Regions from separate parts of the Zea mays genome. Here regions 2 and 3 are each linked to region 1. The links are chromatin contacts, called in public Hi-C maps. All regions are on one chromosome and are shown on one strand. The core of a region is the stretch at or near the end of the contact, and the rest is flanking DNA. Distances in the headings are between cores, read along the strand shown. Region 1 holds the start of LOC100277194 (DUF4050 family protein). Region 2 holds the start of LOC100276294 (Zinc finger CCCH domain-containing protein 1). Region 3 holds the start of LOC100383080.

Evidence for each region. Hi-C and Micro-C count contacts between places; a contact is called where the count stands out from the background.
Region 2: a Hi-C map of leaf shows a contact between it and region 1, with 4 times the contacts expected there. The contact joins the promoter of LOC100276294 here to the promoter of LOC100277194 in region 1. A contact is called at or near these places in 3 of 25 Hi-C or Micro-C datasets (bundle sheath and leaf).
Region 3: a Hi-C map of leaf mesophyll shows a contact between it and region 1, with 4 times the contacts expected there. The contact joins the promoter of LOC100383080 here to the promoter of LOC100277194 in region 1. A contact is called at or near these places in 2 of 25 Hi-C or Micro-C datasets (leaf and leaf mesophyll).

What each region holds. Positions count from the first base shown.
Region 1 is chr8:17,929,304-17,932,003 of Zm-B73-REFERENCE-NAM-5.0, reverse strand. It overlaps LOC100277194 (DUF4050 family protein), which reads left to right and starts at 1,337. Exons shown (of 5, transcript NR_176298.1): 1 at 1,337-1,615; 2 at 2,224-2,446.
Region 2 is chr8:18,252,176-18,254,875 of Zm-B73-REFERENCE-NAM-5.0, reverse strand. It overlaps LOC100276294 (Zinc finger CCCH domain-containing protein 1), which reads left to right and starts at 1,283. Exons shown (of 2, transcript NM_001150118.2): 1 at 1,283-1,959; 2 at 2,050-2,569. The coding sequence starts at 1,458. The coding sequence ends at 2,321.
Region 3 is chr8:17,456,663-17,459,362 of Zm-B73-REFERENCE-NAM-5.0, reverse strand. It overlaps LOC100383080, which reads right to left and starts at 1,281. Exons shown (of 2, transcript NM_001358030.1): 1 at 1,027-1,281; 2 at 185-882. The coding sequence starts at 1,170. The coding sequence ends at 391.

The DNA of each region.
Region 1 (2,700 bases), core at 88-2,587:
TATTTAAAATTCTTGTATCCAAAACTAAAACATTTTAGAACTAAGGGTGTAGCCAAGTATGAACTTTCCCTATGTTTTTCCTAGGGACCTTTTTCTACAAACCAAACGACGTTACTATATTTTTTCTCTGTTCACCTTCGCTCCAAGGATTGGTTTGGAAACTTAAATCCCTCTAGGATTCTCGTGGATTGAGAGAAATATAAACTAATTTTCCATTCAATCCTAAGAATATCGGAGGAAATTTAAATTGTCAAACTAGCCACAAAAGGGTGAGTCTCCTATGTTTTTCCTATAGAGCTTTCTTACAAACCAAAGGGGTTCTTCCCTTTCCACCAGTCACTCGGAAATCATCTCTCATTTACTTATGATGCCGACAAGCCACGAAAGGAGGAACTTCACGATTGAACTGGGCTCGCCTCCACTTCTGGGCTTCAACCAGCTACTCAGCAAGAATTAGCACAACAGCTAGCACACTTTCGAGTTGCACTTACCGTCTCTCATATCCGTGAGGAAGGAACATGTGCCACTAGAGGCTAGAAATACTTCTCTTGTCAATTCAAGGAATGAGTCAAGGCAATACCATCTCGGAAGGCGACTCATATACAGAGAAGTCTGCTCACTCAGGTCTAATCTCATCTAGATGATCGGTTATTGGAAGCCGTTCTACAAATCCATGTCCTTGGATCTGACCTTCTCTTTAGCTTTTGGATTCCAGATCCAAGTGGTAGTATCGGGGCCCTTAGCTATTGTTCTTGAGAAATGTCCGGGTCTGGCCTATTCCTCAAAAGATGTTTTTATAGGATCCCTATCCACAGCAATTTTAACTTCTGGTTCCGACGAACGAATAATCATTAAGTCCTCCTCTTTCCTATATTTTTTCTTTTGTTTCACCTTTACCTAAAGATTAGTTTGGAAACTTAAATCATCTTCGAGGTTCTTGGATATTGAGTAGAAAATTAGCTTATTTTCGCACTCATCAATCAATGGAAATATTAGAGCGGATTTATGTTTTCAAATTAGCTTTAAGAACTTTTTATTTGATTATAAAGGGGTAGGAGGGGATTAAGATGAAACTAGAGGTAACTAACGCGCACACAACTAACAAGAATAGAGACAGCCTGAGCCCACCACATGAAGCGTCCGCGAGAGACCGTGGTGGACGTCCAAGAGCCAGGCCACGTCACGACGCGCTGTGAGAAGATGACCGCAGATTTTCCGATTCTCTCCGCTCCTCTCCTTTACTCTACCTTATCCCCCCAGGCCCCCACTGCAGGCCCACCAAAAGAAAAGATCACGACGCGACCCGCTCGCTCTCGCTCTCGGGCCCCAGTCCGATCGGGTCGGTGCCTACCCACCCCCGCTGGCCGCCGCACCCAGGCGAGGCGAGGCAAGGCGCGTCCCGAACAACGGAACCAACTGCACCGACCGAGTCAATCAATCCGGCGAGTGACCGAGTGGGGTAGGTTGTGTGCGGCATGACGACCACGCGCGACCGTGGCGCCGGCGGCGGATCGGCGTCGAGGGTCGGTGACGGGGACGTCGACCTGGGCGAGGGCTGGGACTGGGGCGCCATCCCGCGGCTCCTCTCCTCCGCCTGCCTCTTCCTCTGCTCCGGGTGGGTCCGCTTCGCTCATGTTCCTCTCCCCTCTTCCTCCCTCGCTAGCTTCCCACATCTGGTCAATCGAGTGCGACCTGCGCCGCCTGTGACAGAACCAACCGTAGGAGGGGTTGAACTGCCGCGACCGCGGGTGAAGCCAGCTGCTTATGCCGGGTGCGCGGTTGTGGATTCTGGGAGATTGACATATACGCTGTAGAGTAGAGTGCGACATAGATGGAAATATGGAATCGCGCCGTTGCGAGCGGCAGGGCGTTCCGGGCATCTGTATACGAGTTCGACTTATTAGATGCTGGAACTCAATTCACATCGTTTTTCAAGACGAAGCGCGCGCAAGGTAGTGGCGTTACCAGATTTAGCGACTACTGATCAGATGTCTGCAGTTTTGCAGCCTTCAGCCTAGGTGTGCCTACTTTATGTGGGAATAGATGTTAGGATGTCGCCGTGCTCTGGGTGTTTCACCCACTGCCGAAAGTCGGAGGTGACCTTGTCTGCCTCTAGATTGTGGCATGTCTGCCATCTGTTTCAGTTTCATATTCGGGTACCTTTACTTGTTTTTTTTATCTACTTATGCTAATTGTCTACATGATCAAACTCCTTCCGAACAGAGCAGAGGCTGTTTTGGTTGCTGCGATAAGACTGTAAAGCAACTGGGTGAACTGTCCAGAAACTTGATCACCCAGGACCAAATTACCATTGGAGAGCCATTTTGGAGCACAACCACCATCGAGGTTGAACCAGCAGATCTCAGTGGTGTTACTTCAGTCAATACATCTAACTTGGCCTCTGGAACTGGTAGCAGTCATAACCTTCCTGGACTTGGTAATAATGGTAGGTCACTCTGAATCGTTTTTTAAGGTCTGCTAAACTAGGGTGTTTTCACTGGATCGACATATTGTCTCATTTACTACAACCTTAACCTTGATTTTGTCCTAGCTTCTCTGAGCTGAGGAAAAGAATGTCAGTCTTAGTTTTTCCGTGGTTGTAATGAGAAGTTTATCTCCACTTGATATGTTGATCTTAAAAGTATTATTGCTTGGCATAAATCTCAATATTTATTTGAATTGTGTCATGATCTAACTATT
Region 2 (2,700 bases), core at 34-2,533, 320 kb before region 1:
ACCATCAAATCAACTTGACTTGATCTAGATTGACATATCTGAGCTCCAACCCCCTTGTTCACTTCTCGAGCTTAATCTTGAGCCTTATGACTTACACCACATAACTGTAGATGTTACCTCAAAGGTTGTAAGTCATGTCCTTATGTAGTGATCCTTGATGCACCATAACTCTTTTTAACTCGATCAACCTTGACTTTGCAAGTCTTCTTCTTCACCCCTGGCTTTGGGTTCCTGGTCTCCTTGACCTTCTTCCGTGCACTCGGTACCTTGAAGCTCTTCTTGCCTCCATCCTTGGCTTGATCGGTTGTCTCTGAGTTACGCACACCGAGTCTCGCTTAAGCAATGTCCATCTTACTTGGTATGTTCATTATCTATAGATAATCCAGTCTTTGGACCATCACACTTGTTCACTTGTGTTGAACCCTATTATTTGCATTAAGCACCTGTTCAATACTTAGCACACTTGTTAGTCCTTTAATTGGGTTGTCATCCAAACACCAAAACCCACAAGAGAGCTTTCACATTGCAACCAAATGCACCCTAAATGGACCTAAATGGGCACCTGACTCATAAGCTAGAATCGGGCTGAGTTCATATCCACTGTTGCTCCCATAGTGTGCAGCGGGTATAGCCAGGTAGACCTGATCATGGATCACTCGATCCGACCAAACCAGACCCGGCCCGACACACCCAACCAATACAACGAGCGTATATGTGCCATAATTTTTGATCCGCAATAATTCACGGCCCGGATACTGGCCATGTTTTTTGACCCCAAAATCCGGCCCAAAGCTAAAAAAACTCCGACCTAGTCCAAAAAAATCTCACCCAACACATCAAATAGATAGACGCGGATCAATTCGACCCGACCTTATACTAGACACGGATCTGAGTATGAGCCATCCGAACCTACCCAAGTCTACAGCCAGGTAGGGCAAGCAGACCAAGTTACTGTACCCAAGTGCCCAACGACCACGCAGGGCCCATCTACCGCTTGGTTAAGCTCTGGGCCGGCAGAAGCCCAGGGCCAGCGGCTCGCCGTCGCCGACGTCCCAACGCAAAAACCGGCAGCACACCCCACCTTCCCCACTCCTCCCACACGTCGAGCACGAAAGCACGGAAACTGACGAGGCGTTTCCGTTTCCGGCATTCCTCGCACCACGTGCAATCGAGCCGGAACGAACCCCAAACAGTCCCAAATGCTCGATCCGGCGGATCGATCGCGTCCAATCTGGAGCCCGCCAGCGGATAATCCGGGCCTTGTGACCCGATCCCGACTGGCACGGGAAGCGTCGGCCCCCAAATCATCACTGCCTGCATCGTCTCGGCACGGCATCCCGGGCCGCCGCCTCCTCGTGTCTCGGCATAAATCTGCGGCCTCCATCCGTCCGGCGGCTGCTCCGATCACAGTACCAGCGCTAGGCCTAGGGTTTGGTGGTCTCAAGCGGACCGAGAACATGGAAAGGGAGCGCAACGCCGCCACCGCTGGTGCTGGCCGCTGGGAGGCGCCGGACGGGGTGATCGTGCTGCCCGTGGGGTCGGCGGCGCCGCAGCAGGGCCGCCAAAAGGAGCACCAGTACCAGCAGAGAAAGCGTGAGATGGAGCGGGAGCGGGAGCAGCAGGACCCGGGGGCGAGGGAGGGGGTTTTGGGGCTGGACCCGCAGCCGCCAGAGAAGGTGTACTACAAGACGAGGCTGTGCGAGAAGTTCGAGGCGGGCAAGTGCGCGTACGAGGGTGGGTGCACCTTCGCGCACGGCTCCGAGGAGTTGCGGCCGCCGCTGCCGCTGCCCCTGCTGACCTCGCTCGTCCGACGGAAGTCGCCGCTGCCGTCGTCGTCGCCAGGTGCCGCTGCCAGCAGCCCCCACGGTGGGTACTGCGTTAGGGTGTGCTTCGAGTTCAGGGACACGGGGGCCTGCCACCGTGGGGATAGGTGCGCCTTCGTCCACGCTTCCACGACAGGTACGAGCTTGTGCGCTCCACCTCCCTATACGTGTGCATGGCGGCCGGATGTTAATCTACCTCGTTCGTCGTCCCTGTGTTCTAGCGCAGAGATGCCCTTTCCTGGGGGGCCAAGGTCTATGGAGTATGCTCTGAGGAATTCGTCGTCGTATGCAAAGGCGTACTCGCCGGGGTCCACGGCCGCCGCGTACCGTAACAGCAGCAGCACCAGCACCAGCAACTATGCACCGGCTACCACAAGGGCGTTCCAATCCGTTTCTGCCGACGCGGCCGGAGAGGGCGGTTGCAAGGCCACCCGTCTGGAGCTCCTTGGTCGCAAGAAGATGAACGACATCTACGGCGACTGGCCGGAACAGGACTGAGAGCGCGTACCATGCATCACCTGCTCGATCGAAGCTACCATGTCTACCTTCCTGCCTTTGATCACCGTGATCGACAACATCCAGAATAATGAACTGAACAATCTGATGTTTCGATTTGAACTTATTTGAACATATTGTGCTTGTTCTTTGTTTCCTGCTGAATCCCTGCCTGTAATCCGTCTGATCAGACCTCTGCATTCCTGCCACCATTTCTACTTTCAATAATTTGAAGTGCTGTGCTGTTGCTTTCACTCCGAGCTATCTGTCGTCCTCTGTTGCCTTTGGGCCAAATGGTTCCATGGTTTCGACACGACCCATTGGGCTCCCACATCATTTCTTGTTGCGTGTGTGTGTGATGTTGTGCCAGTCAGAGGGGGGA
Region 3 (2,700 bases), core at 32-2,531, 470 kb after region 1:
ATTGTATTACCATTTGAACGCTCTATTGATAGGGAAGGCATTTAGCTAGGTGGAGGAAAAAAAACTCTATGAAGGCTAGTTTGAGAACTCTAATTTCCTAAGTGATTTCTATTTTTCTAAGAGAAAATGAACTAATTTTTCTTGGGAAAATGGAAATCCTTTGAAAAAATGAGGTTAACAAACTAGCTCTGAATGATGCATCCAATAAGGTAAAAAAAAGTTGAACAGGTTACATCCCAATCCATCCATGTGCAAAGCAGAGGAATTACATTTATACACGGCGCTGATCACCGCTGGAGTGAAATGAAACAAGGACCACACCACCTACATACCATGCAGCTAGAGAGGAGGATCGGCCGGAGCTATATATATACGCATCTTTGATGATTTCTACTTGAAGAAGTAGGGGAGGTCGAGCACGTAGAGGAGAAAGTAGGCCCAGAGCACGCCGGAGATGCCGCCGAAGAAGAACCCCCCGGTGAACTTGGCCCAGCCGTCGGCGGTCTGCAGCTTGTCGGCCTCCTTCTTCCTGCCGGTGAGCGTGAGCGTGGGCGCCGTGGACGGGTCCCCCTCGTTGAAGGAGGCGACGCCGTACATGGTGAGGCAGACGCTGAGGATGGCGACGAGGCCGGCGGCGCCGAGCGCGCCGGCCTGGCCGTGCACGGGCGTGCTGCGGAGCGGGCCCGTGAGCGCGAAGGGCCCCACGAGGAGGTAGCCGTGCGCGAGGCCGACCTCGACGCCCCGCAGCAGCGGGCTCACGGCGGTGCGGTAGGCCGGGAGGTTGGAGAGGTACCACGCCACGAGCGGGCTGGAGGTGACCGGCGTCTCCAGGCTGCCGATGAACGGGTCGCCGTTGATGGGCTGCACCACCTGGTACGTTGCCTGCATGCGTGTACGGAACAATCGAGTAGAGCAGTAAGCTAGCTAGCTAGCTAGAGCTAGAGACGAGCTCTGGATCGGAATGGATAGCACTAGCAGCATGCACAAATTCTCGCGCGCTCTTCTTTTGTTTTCTTGTCTACTGACCTTCTCGGGCTGGATGGCCTTGACGGTGAACCGGCCGGGCCGCCTCGTGAGCGCAGCAGCGCCTGACAGGCCCCTCGGCCTCGAGTGCACGACGAGGCTGCTCTTCATCACCTGGCTCGCCATGGGAGCGTAAGCTGTGGCCATCTCCACCGACACACACACAGCAGCACGCGCACGGATCGGATCCGCCGGCTAACTCAGATCTGCCTGCAGACGCGACGACTACTGGCCGGTAGGTACTAGCTGAGGAGGGTCTCCTGCTTGTGACGGCCTAAGTAAAGTCTGCGATCGATCTTTAGGAGGAAATCCTGTGCACGCATGGATGCATGGGGCCTGCAGGCGTGATATGGCTCAGGCATGTGTGGCGCTCCTTGGGTTTCAGGAGTGATGAGCTGCTAACCCTATCCCTTATCCGACCACTGGCGTCCCGCCACGTGGAAACTGAATCTGTAGTGGCAGCCGGCAGCCCGGCAGGGGTGGTGAGCTAACCCTATCCCTTGTTCGACCTCGCTCGTTCCCCTGCGTACTGAAGAAGGGAAGGGAGAATGACAGCTTTCTTGATTAGCGACCTAGCTTGTTCATGGTGCGACAATGAGCTAGCTGCACGGCCTCAGAATCAAAGCTTGAAATGGCTTTGATGAATGGATCTTCTATTTGCCAATCGAACTCAAGACTAAATACTACTGCTAGCGTGTAGAGTTGAAGACCTTTCATCCCGCAGACACTTTTCATGGCGCATCGATCAATCTATTTGTGGATGTCAAATCGGATGTAGGTTACCCATGCATGAGGCACAGTGGCGTAGGGTACGCCAACTAAAATTTACAACTTACATATACATCTGATCAAACTATTTCCATTAAACCATTTAATAATTCAGTAATAGTTTTAAAATTTCAACATACACTAAATTACACACAATAAGTCTTATATTCAAAGTTTAAGTTAAAAATAACAATAAGTCTTAAATTTAAAAACTAAGATAAAAATGTTCACAAACTATAATATAAAATAGATGGAAAGTTATACTGATAGTTTATAAAATGTAGTGTAGGTTATGAAAAGGAGACTTGTCTAATTTTTTAGCCGAGAGATCTTCAAAGATACATAATCCATGTCTTGACTTAAGTCTACACACACTCGCGACTCACGAGTCGCATCCGTTAAAAAATCTAAGTAACCGAATGTTGGACTGTCAATTTTATGATTTTGTATGTTAGCAGGTCATCCAAAGAATTCGTTAGATAGGTCCTGTGGCCATAGACCTAAACTCAAAAAAATCACAAGCTACAAGATAATTAGTGTAATAGTTTTCTATGTTGAACAATTTTAGATATTTTTTCATTTACTCTCTATATATATACATGCTGGATACATGTGTATGGCATAACATACCTGGCATATCCCATATCCCTTAGCTACGCCACTGCCATGGGGCAGGGTCGGCCCTAGGCCCATGCCTCAGAGGTGACCGATGGGGGTCAAAAAGGAGAAGGGACCAACATCTAATATAATAGTAGGTTGTCATCTTACTGAATTCCACAGAAATGGAAGAGACACCGCATGCCACTAGGGCGCTATTTGAAGGTGCACCGTTGCACGGAGCCGGACTCACACTCACAGTCATCACTGATTGCAGGTCGCATGCTCACAACTTCTAGATAATTCACTATT